2 separate regions of the Gasterosteus aculeatus genome follow, and region 2 is linked to region 1. The links are chromatin contacts, called in public Hi-C maps. All regions are on one chromosome and are shown on one strand. Each heading gives the region's core, a stretch centred on a gene start, on an enhancer-like site or on the middle of the called end of the contact. The rest is flanking DNA. Distances are from core to core; before and after follow the strand shown.

What was found. Hi-C and Micro-C count contacts between places; a contact is called where the count stands out from the background.
Region 2: a contact with region 1 is called in a Hi-C map of tail fin, with 2.3 times the contacts expected there. The contact joins the promoter of LOC120831978 here to the enhancer-like site in region 1. A contact is called at or near these places in 4 of 6 Hi-C or Micro-C datasets (skeletal muscle, tail fin and whole body).

What each region holds. Positions count from the first base shown.
Region 1 is chr14:11,806,968-11,812,868 of fGasAcu3.hap1.1, reverse strand. No RefSeq gene overlaps it. Among protein-coding and RNA genes, the nearest start is that of LOC120832154, 26 kb to the right of the region's middle. Within about 2 kb of position 2,323, at least 1 of the 9 cell types and tissues checked has open chromatin away from gene starts, as enhancers often do.
Region 2 is chr14:11,886,948-11,893,066 of fGasAcu3.hap1.1, reverse strand. LOC120831978 (ephrin-A5b) reads left to right here and starts at 3,377. Exons shown (of 5, transcript XM_040197965.2): 1 at 3,377-4,546. The coding sequence starts at 4,422.

The sequences.
Region 1 (5,901 bases), core at 1,074-3,573:
AATGATTTAATGGGCGGCCTTTGACAAAGACGGACGGCAACCTCCTTCATGACAAGAGAAGCTACTAATGACATCAGAGAGTACAGGCAGAGAGTTACCGTGAGCTAACAGGCGGGTGCACATGTCTTCCATATGGAGGGGCCGAGACCCCCCCCCCCCCTGCTGCTGCTCTGCCTCTGGGAAACAAGGAGACGGCCGACCGCAAGAAGGAGAACTTCCCAGGGAGGCGCGTTTTTGAGCGACTTTGATCGTTATGAGCAAGAAAAAGGGGGAAAAGGGGGCCGGCTGATAATCACCAAACTGGTCGTAATGAGCTCTGATTTCATTTGTGATCATCAAAGGAGGCTCATCACAGCACGACCGTTGTGCACTTGACAATGAACGCCGAGGAGAGGCGCAGACAAAACATGCCACGTTTCATTATTTGGATGCTCTTCTCCACTATTTTGGTAATGAAGCATTTCATATTCATAGCGGGGGCAAATGCTTTGGTGTCAAGTGGTATAATTTTACTCTTGAAATGTAATGATTATTCTTCTGCAGTGATGACTGTATTATGCAGTTGGGTATCTCTGGATAAGTAATCCCTTCCATCTCTTGGTGCCCTGGGAGAAATTATTTCAATTTGCATGGATGATGATGATGATGATGATGCAGTTTGTAAAGTGCAGTTTGAATGTTGATCAGACAGTTTGTCATTATCTGCCTCTTTCTCGTGTTAAGGGTCATTTAAAGGGCGAAAAGATAAAAACGTTTAAAGCTTTTCTTACATCTTTGCTTTTTTCCGTGGTAAACTTTTACCTCTTCGAAAGTTTTGAAGTGAAACAATCAGAGAAGAGAACATCACTTTTTGGTTAAGCTGCTCTGAAGCTAAAAGGAAGCCACCTTTTTGAAAAGGGGAGCAGACATGTAACGCACCACAAGAGACCAGAGTGAACTCAAGCGCAGAGCGCAGTTTTATTAGCGGGGTACAGACAAGGATCAGGCGTGGTAGAGTCCGGTGAACAGGCAGGGGTCGAAAAGCCAGGCAAGCAGGGAACAGACTGAGGCACCGTCAGGGAGCAGGCGAGGTCGTAGCTGGAGGTCAGGCGGGGGGTCGAGAGCCGGGGGCGCAGAGGTAGGCAGAGGTACCGTCGGGGGTCAGGCAGGCGTGAACGAGGTCTGGGACAAAGGAGAGGTCAATAACAGGTAGGCAGAAACAGGATATCTAGTTAACGCTCAGAATGTGATGGCAACATGCACAAGACTTCGCACCGGCCTCTGAGGCTTCGGCAGCTTAAATGCCCAACCTCTCCTGATGAGAGACGAGCCACAGGTGCGTTGGTGGGAGTGGCCGCGCCCGCTCAGTGGGCTGATCCCGAGTGGCACAAACCATTGTAACGTGCCACAGAGGGGTGACTGGGATCCCGAGCTTCGGACCTTAGTATTCCGGAGACGGGGAACGTCTGTTTGTGACAAGACATCTCTGGAATTGAAAGGTTGGGAACCAGTTCCCCACAGCGCTGAATCTCACACAAAGCTGGTGCAGTGGAAACAATTGTGGTTAAATCAATTGAGCCTATGACTCATCCAACCGAGTTTTCTCTCAGCGTCCATAATACGATGCTTCCTGCAAATGTTAATACAATTACAGTAAATGTTCCCTTTCTTTTCATTTCCCTGGTCAGAGATCAGCGCTGCACAGGCCTGAAGCCCGGGGTGAAGACGTGAGCGTCAGCCATGTGGTTTGGAACTCCAGTTGGTCATTTTCTCTCATTTGTCCGCGCTGTAATGTTCTTCACATTTGTACCGCCCATGTTGAAGTTTTATGCATGCAGGGAAAATACTGTCGCGTTACATTCGGTGTTGTGGCTGAACCGAATTTGTTGGGAATTTTATACTTTCACACGTACTTTGTAAACATGTAGTTTCACACGACTTTTTGTCCTGTGACTTGTGATTGGTTGTGCGTGAGAGAAACGTGGTTTTGTGTTGAGCTTGGAGGCTTTCTGGAGTTTAATTATTATTATTATGTTTGTGCCCTTTAAATTGAGGAATTGTGTCCATGAATAAGTTACTGGCTGGAGTGTATTCTACTTTAATTATATATTTGTTTTTGTGCTTTATGTTTTTGCCAAATTTTAAAGAAACGGGTTACGTTTTATTTTCCATTCAAACAATGGCCCTCGAACTCATTCATAACAACTGACACATTCAGTCGTCGACGGGGCAACAAAGTGGTTGGTTTTTTAGTCATAATTACAAGACAAAATGAGCCGAGGCCTGCTGGCTGCTGAAGCGCTCTCATTCCTGGGTAATCCCGTCATGTCGTGGTGTTTGCCTAACTAACATGATTTGGCCCGTGTGCGCGCTCACTCCGCGCTGCAGCAGCCTGAGTGGCATATTGAGTTATAAACAGACCAACACATGGAATTTTCCCCCTTTTTCCATTTAGTTTTTGTTTGTTTTGCCCTTGTGCTTCCCTGGAAGTGGTCCCAGAAAGTGATGTCTTTCAGCAGGAGCACCAAGGACACTGCAACAGAAACCCGGAGCGCGTGTGCCTGCGCCGGCCCATCGAGGAGCAGGAGACATTTATTACAACTTTAAGCAGCCGCGCTGGCAAAAGGAGAGACAGGGACGCAGTGGGTAACACTTTTTGAAATATTACTCTAAGTGGAATTAATTCTTGCGTGCTGAGTGCCTGGACATCCCAGGTGTTACTGTGAAAATACCATCTGGCTTATTAATTGGAAGTTATTCCGGACGATTACTGGTAGACCCGAGGGCCGCGGTCCACTCTCTCCACACGCGTGTTGAATTGCATAAATAAGACCGCCACCCCCCCCCCCCCCCCCCCCCATCACCTCGCCCCCGGGAAGCGGCTCGACCGGGTTTTTATGGACGAACATTGATTATCAACAGTTCAAGGTAGCGTGTGCACATTGAGCAGAATTCACAGACCTGTGAGGTAAGATAAGGAAACACTCAAACGTTTGGTCCACAAACAAAGTGAAACTAGGATTCCGATTAAGTTTATTTACACAAAGTACAAAAAAACAAAAACAAAATTCTTTAGCCTACATGATTGTAAATGTACGGTAATATGTAGAAGCACACAGACTTGTTTCATTGACCACTTGTGGAGCGCCTCTCTGCTTTAACCCTACGCGTGGTGTCAGGGGTCAAAACGGCCATCTTCTGTTTCTCATAATGAAACTCACAATCAGGTAATCAAAAAGAATGTTTAAAGTAACGTCAAAACTAAACCCCTTGATGTTTTGAGTCTCGTTGCTGTAGAAACGGGCGTTTTGGTTGACGTAGTGAACAATTTGCCTCGACATGTACAGTATATTTTATGATAATCCATTTTGACTGAAAGTCCGTAGGAAAATGTTACAGTTTAAAAACCACCCATCATTCAACAACGGGTAACAGATTTTTCTTTTTGGCCACACATGGACAGCATAGCAAGCTACATGCTAGCTACACAAATGGACTTATTGCCAGAGAGCCACGAGCCTCTTCAGATGATAATACATTCTCGATGTTAATCAGCGAGTCACAGACTCTGCTGCTTCTGCAGGGTTACGAATCATTATCCGTGGGTTTGTCAGTGCCAATGCCTTTTTCCATATTATACATTGTAATTAGAATAGGAAAACAAAATACATTGACACAGCTTTAAATAGAAGGAGCAAAGCCACAGTGAAATAAATAGATATAAATTATACCATTAACATGAAAGAAAAGGTTTTTGGAGTCCATGAGTGTTACTCTCATGAACACGGGGCTTTTTTTATGTGACTTACGTGTCCTTTGTTTTAATACAGACTAACTGTATTAGTTATTCATTTATTACTTTGAAATGACTCCACAATGATTTCCACAAGTGGAAATAACCAGTCACGTTAAAGTAATTTCGTTTTGCAGAATCAAACCAATTGATTAGTTTGCAAAAATAAACACTGGAAAACCATATAATTGCCTCCATGTGAAGGGGAGGGATCATTAGTGTCAGCTTGATTCTCATCTCAGTGGATCCAAACCCTCATCCTGAAAGCCAGTGCGCATTGATTGGAAGGAGTCCTGCCCCCTCCCCCGACACTCGGGGCAGGGCATCGGTTCTGTGCACCTCTGACCTCACCACTTAACGCTGAACCCAAGCAACAGACAAACACTGTTGGGTTTTCTGCTTAGTTCACGAGATGGATCCTTGTGTTTTATTAGCTTGGCCCGCTAAGATGCTGGGAACAATCTTTGGTCGCCTGATAAACCGCAGGATACAATAAAAAGGCAAATGTTGTACTGTAGATGTGGTGGTAAACTTAGATTCTGAACTTGGTTTCCCACGTTTTCTCCCCAATTTTTACAGCAGTTACTTACAATGAAGTCGCAATTTGAAAAAAAATGGGAAACTGGACGGAAGAAATATACCCTTAAAAAGTGTGTGTTGGGAACAGAATGAAGGAGCAATTAAAAGAACAACGAGTAAAGTCCAAAATAAACACGTTTCCTTGGTTTGTGACAGCTGCAGGTAAAGTAAATGTGTCTTTTGTTGGGTTAAAGCTGATAACTAATAACTATATCTGCTATTTCTGAGAGAAGATTGATTGGAAAATAATTTTAATTTTATGATTTAGTGGCATTTTTCTTGCCAAAGAAACTTTTAAAAGTTAATGGAAACATTTTTGTTTGTTCAAGATCAGAATGTCCTCAATGATGTGGCAGATTTTGATTTCAGGGGGAAAGTATATAATGATCCCTCGACGACTTCCGCAAATAAAGGCAGTTGTGCTTCTTACACGGGATTATCGATGGAGCCACTTGGTCAGCATTAACCTACAAACCCTCAGCAATTCAATCAACTTTGATTTCCTGCAAACCTTTGATTCAGCTTCCACACTCTTGACCCCCGACATCAAGAAGCTGAAATATTGGAAAATCCCCATTTTTCTTTTTTATGACCAACGGGGGAGGAAGCAACATTCCTCCTAATAAAACATTTGTTTCCAAAGAGTATTTTTCAGAGACTACAGGAAGACGCATTTCTTGGGTCTGCTTTTAGCATCAGAGATAAAGTCTCACTTCCCCCCTCAGTTTAACTTCAGCTCTTTGCAGACTGATTTGGCCGTTGATTGATAGAAACTGCCGGTCGAAGTGCTTCCCGGTTAATCGATGCGATCACCCCGCAAACAACCAATCAATCGTCCAGATCCCCGCATCATCCGCTCCATCCGCCATCCTGAGTGATCGTGACACCCGTAATTGGATTCACTCTGCAAAACAACGGGACCCAGAGGGGGGAAAAAAATGAGACAATTATACACAACGGCAAAGCCGATTTGGACCAACTCATATTTATTCTGAGTGGCGAAGTGAAGCAGAAGGCGAGGCGGCCTCCTCAGAGGTGTTTTATTGAATTTGTCAGGCTGTTTCCTTCTCCGCGGCCCAATCCGTTCCTCTATGTGTTCTATCCATCACACACACACACACACACACACACACACACACACACACACACACACACAAACAAACTCAAAATGATGGGTTTCTCCCTGCGCCCCGGGGCTCAGTCGACCCCTGCAACAGATTAAATCTGACACTCATGACCAACTCTGACAGGGGGAGAGAATAGTGCGGGGGACGTGGGGGAGGGACGGGGGGGTGCGTGGGGGATCTGAACGGTACGTTTAGAGTGACGCGCTGATTAGCGCTTTCCTGCGTGAAGCTTTATTTTGATATTTACTGCAGAGTATCAGAAGGCCAAACAGCTTTCTGTACGAACCAGCTTGGATTACATAGCAAACACACACACACACACACATGCGCACACACACACACATGCACACTCACAAACACACAAACAGACAAAGTGAAAGTTTACCTTTGCTGTCGCACAGAACTGACAAAAAGTTGGCAGAG
Region 2 (6,119 bases), core at 2,128-4,627, 79 kb before region 1:
ACACCCAATTGGGCGGGTACGTTTTCTGTAATCCTGCCAACGAATAAACAAACAAACCAAAGTGAAAACAGGTCCTATTAACAAAAAAATCTGAGAGGATGCTGCGGAAATATTCCATTCAAGGGAGGAAAACAAGACAACAATCCTGTTTGGGGAAAAAAATACTGCAGTTTAGAGGAAAGAGATATCTGTCGAATTACAGGTCTTTTCTTTTTCAGCCAAGTGCTAAATACCCTATTTTGAAAACTCAAATTAATCAGCAAAAATATATAAACAACTCAAGTGCTCACAGAATAATTTACTGGTAGTAAAGAAAATAAAGAACAAAAGAACAGGAATATTGAAAACGAGATTACAGTGTTGCCAGCTGCTAATGGAGGAGGACCGAGAGGCTGTAATGTCTGTGTCACAACGTAAACACTCAGTGGCACTTTGATGGCGCTGCTTTATTACAGATTGCCTTCATAAACAAAAGCGCAGAGGGGGAAAAAAAATAAAAAATCGCAGGACGCCGCCTCTCTGTTCGCCTCGGAGCACATCTGTGATGGTAGAACCGTTGTGCCTGTGATGTACTCCTCACATGGGGGATCTCATTCCACCGCGCATGTGACAGTCCACTCATAAGGCCACGAGGAACATTAGGATGCACCGCTGTGATCGCAGCCCCACTGACCCTAATTTATAATGCCTTCATTGTCTTGGCGAACACAGGCGTGTATCAGGCGTAAATGAAGTAGGACAGGCACTTTAGCCGGCGAGATGAGGTGATTATAGCTCATGGATTAGTCTGCCTGGGCGAGGTGGCTGATCAGCCTGACGCGCGCGCACACACACACATACACACACACAAGTGTGTGTGTGTGCACCCAAGCTCACGTGCACATATGGGAGAAACAAAACCCCTCTCAGACCTGAAGGTTTGTGTATACACAATTTATGCATTTACAGGACACACGCATGCATGTGTGCACACACACACACACACACACACACACACAACCTCACTGCTGCACCCAAACAAACACAGTGTGAGGTGGGTTTACTGTAAACAAAGCCAACAGGGGGATGATGAGCCCAGTCTGGCTCAGCTCGTGTCGTACAGCAGGTGCATGTTGCCGGGGCGGACATGTTTTTTTTTCTTCACAAGTTGTTTCTTTTGGATTATGTATAATTGTGTATTTCATAAAGCAAGATTAGCAGCAAAGCCATGGCTTATTTCAGTAATTCCTCCTTATTTTTAGGAAATTGCTTCATAAAGGAGTCTACTCTGGAAAAGACCCCCTGCAGAGTATCCTGGTCCAAGTCAGGTTAGTTTCCAGGCTGATCTTCACTGGTTTACTGTGGATCCTCTACGCCGCTCCAGTTTTGCATCAACTGTTGCATGAACTGAACAACAATGACATAGTGGAATAATGTCTACCAGGGCAGAGTCGCCCTCCCTCTTGTGGGATGTATCTCAGCTCCTCTGTGCTTCGTTGACGTATCCGTGCTGGACGCGCATGTGAGAGTTGAGAACATCCTTTGCACCGGGCGGTTTCCTTGCGTAACTGTAGCACTCACCTCTCCGGCTGCTCCTCAGGCAAAGCTCTGTCCTGTTGCGTTCGTTGGCACTGTTTGCAGGTTTAGCTCTGTTAGCCGTTAGCCGCCGGCTCAGCCTTCACTGCGTTCGGAGACGCGAGGAGGCACCGGACACGCTCTGAATGTCCTTTGGAATTGGAGGTTGGTTGTATCTCCACAAACATTAGCATGATCAAGGTTTTAAATAAACCATTATAAAATTCAGTGAAGGGGTTGTTTTAAATCCGCCCCATGGCCGTAGGCTTATACTAAGACACGTTTTCATGATGTGTTCTCTGAACACCCTCCAGTTGGTTTATTGAAGGTACAATATCATACCACCAAATGAGCAGCACTCATCTCATCTAACAATCTAGTGGACAATTGAACTCATTAAAAAGAGAAAGATACCACCAGATTGAGATCCTTTTTATACCAAAGCTGTTTCTTGCATCAAAAAGTTGAATTTGAAGTTGTTAATTGCAGTTGCATGAATGTACCTTTTAAATGAATGAATTAATCAAATTAAGGGACATGGGGAAAAAGCCACATGTAAGAAAAGAAGAGTCCACATTTGTTTATTAAAAGGTAATTGTTGGATGCTAACAAACTAAAGTCATCTTACTCCGAGGCAGCAGTGTGAACCACTTAGCCACTCTTCTGCGCAGTTACAGACAATAAAACATTTGATATGATACATGTGTGATTCAACCCTTTCTATTTCACTTAATTTTGCAGGTGATCGATTGCATTTTGGTCAAATAAAAAAAAAACCTTTTGATTTGAAAAAGTATTTCTCCCCATTCCTCCTTTTGTGTTGCTTCTATTGGAGAAATGCAATTCGGTGCAATGGGAGCAGAGGTTTTGCAATGAATGTCCACACTGGGGACTTAACAAATGAGCAACCCTGAACCAGCCTGGTTCAGGGGGAATAAATCAGCCTGTCTGTGAACAGAAGCCGCGGACCGAGCAGCGCCGGTGGCGACTGTTCAGCGGCTCGGCAAAGTTGTACAACCCTCCAGTTGAGCCCAGCGGCCCTCGGATGAGCTCCCCCTGTGCTGCTGTTCTTATGAAGAGGATTAGAGAGAAGTCTGTCCCTATCTGCTCCGACTCACTAATGGACCTTCTCCCAACTCCACTTAAGTACTGTTTTTCAGAATGTTTCAAATGTTCTTGAGTGTGTGCACAGTCTTGAATTCTTTCCAAAGAGACGATTCCTGTTGCTTTTCCAATGATCGCCACTACGTGGCGCACTGAGTCAGGGACCCAAACTACGTGTGTCCACAAGCCCTGCAACCCGAAAGGGAAGCAAAGCAGTCTGGAATGTCTGGGAGACAAACATGTGGCTGAGAAAAACAAAACATATTTAAATCTATAATTTAGAGGCAAACTAGAGGAAATTAAAGCATTTTGATTTTGCACGCATAATAATGTTTGGCTTGTGACGTAATTCAATGCAGAATGGAAAGTTTGTTTCCCCCCAACAATGCAAACGAAAAGTCGTGCCAGCCGAGATGCTTAACTGGTTTTGAGGCACTGCAGTCAAAGGGACCGTCTGGAGAGCAGTTGGAAACCATTTCCTCTGGCAGGCACCACTGCATTTACTGACAAAGCAATTGTTTTCCGCAAAATTCCTTCGAGCAAATTTCTTTAATTCTATTGGAAAGAGCCGAACTTTGGTTCTGGGACATTTAAATGAAATCACATTTGAGGACAAACGTTACATTGATTGAGACCAAGTGAAATGAAAGTTCAACGCGTCGAAGAGGAGCACGTTGTGAAACGATCTGGGATGAGTCTGCCAGCCGGGGGGGGGGAGGGGGCAGAGAAACACATGTAGGAGGGATGTCGACGTAAACAAAACGACCGTCATGCAAAACCCAAGCCAATGAGAATTAGTGCAACTGTGAAACTGTACCAGCAAGAAATGTCCGCGCCAACAAACAGGACTGAAATTCTTTTCCGTTTTGCATAATTTGCTCCAGAAGATTCAGCAGCGACCAGCAGCACCTTTTGCAGCGTACCCCGGCTGGCAGGAAGGTGGAGAGAGAAAGAGAGAAAGGAGGGGGAGGAGGGGGTCGTCGTGGGGAGTCGGAGGGGGGTGGTCCGGGAGAGCATGGCCGCAGGAGACCGAGCGCCGCAGTCTCGCGTTTGCTTCCTCCACATCGACATCGCCGCTTCTTGTGCGCTCTCGGTGATGTTGCGGAGCCGCTCGTCGGGGTGACGCTCAACCCGGAGACTGTGCGCGTTTACGCAGCGACGTTCTGTTTGTTTTCCTCTCTATCTCTCTCCTCTCTTTTCCTCGTTTTCCTGCCCGTGTGCGTGTGTTGTTTGCGGCGGAGGGACAGAAGCGCTCGGGCGGCTGCAGGTTCAGCTGGAGCCGAAGAAGCTGCCGGTTTGGAGTCCTTCGGGCTTCCCTCCCGAACCGCACCGAACGGATCTGGAGCCGCACGGACTGTATTTCTGATCTGTTTATCTGTTGTGTTTCATCCTCCTTGGTTTTTTAAATATTGCCCCTCCACACCGCGCACCTCCTCTCCGGGAAATTCGAGGCGAGTTGGAGAAACAGTTTCGCAGCGCGCAGCGGAGTTGCGGAGGATCGTTGGGGCAGAAACACTGTGGCTTTTTGAAGTAGAAGTCGTTTTCGAGCAGAAGGTTTTTGGTGCAAAGTCATCGATCTGACTGTCGTCAAGCCGGTTTCTTTTTTTTGTTAAAGCAGAGAAAGACATTTCGTTTGGTTGCGAACACCGAGCAGGAAGCTGCACCTGTAAAGCGGACTCTCCGCGCAACATCTCCCCGCCACATCCGTCACATCGGCACCGGGACCGGAGTCAATTTGGCACCGTCGGAGTTCCAGAGCCAAGATGCCGCAAGTGGAAATGATCCTCTTCCTCTTCCTCGTCGTAGTGGTGTGTGTTTACTGCCAGGACCCGGCGTCCAAGGTGGTGTCCGACCGCTACGCCGTCTACTGGAACCGGACCAACCCCAAGTAAGTAGAACCCTTCTCACCCTTGCGCACCGGCGCACAGAGGTGGCCAACTTCCCCCTCAAACGTCACCCTGTTCAAGCTGTACTCTGGTCGGTTTTACGGTAGTTTTAATCGTCGGGTGACGCACGGCGCGCGCACTCCGCATCCCCAGCAGTTTAACAAAACGTCATTCTATATACTTACCAGTTAAATATCCAAACCTGCAATTACATCGATTTGTAACGATGCATATTTTCCTTATTTTGCTGCTTTGCATGAACACCGTTACGATGTGTCCGCACTCACGCGCTGCCTCCACCGAGGAGATCTGATCTGATAATTCATGATTTAATAATCCTACATAATCTGAACGAGTTTTGTGCGGCATGAAACATATACTTCTCGGAGGGACAAGAGCCTTCGCACGCGGGCTGTCCGCTGTTACGCGCCTTTACGCGTTCATGTTCGGTGGTTCGCTCCACGTTCCCACGTACGAGGAGACCCGCGCCGCCTGTGTTCAAATGACTCTCCAGTCTGCTGCAATGGGTCCTACTTGATATAATTGTGAGTGTGTTTATCACTATCACAGTGAGGCGCTGCTCAGCTCATCAAAAAGGCTCAATGAGTGGATTTGTGGATTTTGGGTGACTCAAAAACGAGCAGCTTGTCCTGTGACGGTTTTCATAATCAAGCCCCCCCCCTCCAAAAACAACTTAGTCCATATGAGTGCAGCTCGTTCAGTTGGAATACCAAAGTGACATTTCTCTCCAGAGTGTGTCGGGACACCTCCCCGGGTGACTCAGTGCCTTGGCGTTGGCACTCGAGCACATGGTGATATAATGTGTGTGTCACTTTGTTTCAGTTGGAATACTTTCGTTGCTGGCTGCAGTTTCGGCATGAGTCAAACAAAAAGTTTAAAAAAAAGCAAAAAGAATGCAAATGTACATCAGAGAAGAGAACAAGGAACCGGCCTGTTGAGGAGTTAACTGACGGGATTGTTAATGATGCAAATCCAAAACATTTCCTGGTTCCCAAGTCTGGTGTCTTGGTTGCTGGGCTCCTACATCCAAGACCCCCCCCCCCCCTCCCCCAATCTTTTCCTCCCCCTGCCGGCCCACGCTGGGGTAGACAATGAGGGGGTACACAGGGACATTTCAGCAGCGGCCAAGGCACAGCGTGGCTCTCGGCCTTGTGAGAGATCCCCGCATGCTGAGGTCACACACTTGGTAGTAACCGGGCAAGTTGTGGGTTAAGCAGCACAGAGGGGACTGTTGTCAGGGTCAAAACCGGGGCAGCACCGCCGGCCATGGGGCCCGGTGATGGGCCCGGCGCGGCGCCCCGCATGGGCTTTGTCTCTGCAGAATGGAGGGCTAAATAAATGAGTAACTCTAAATGACTGTCTCCTTTTCTCATTCATGGATTTAATCTAAACCCGACCCCGGCTGCATAATGGGAGGGAGGGCTGCGGTTAAAGCCCGGGCCCCCCCCCCCTTAACCTGCAGCAGAACCCAACAGCGTTCCGTACGAGCTCGCCAGCCCCCGGATCCCCGCTGCTTAATGTAACCACACTCGGTATTGGAGCCCCGGGAACCCG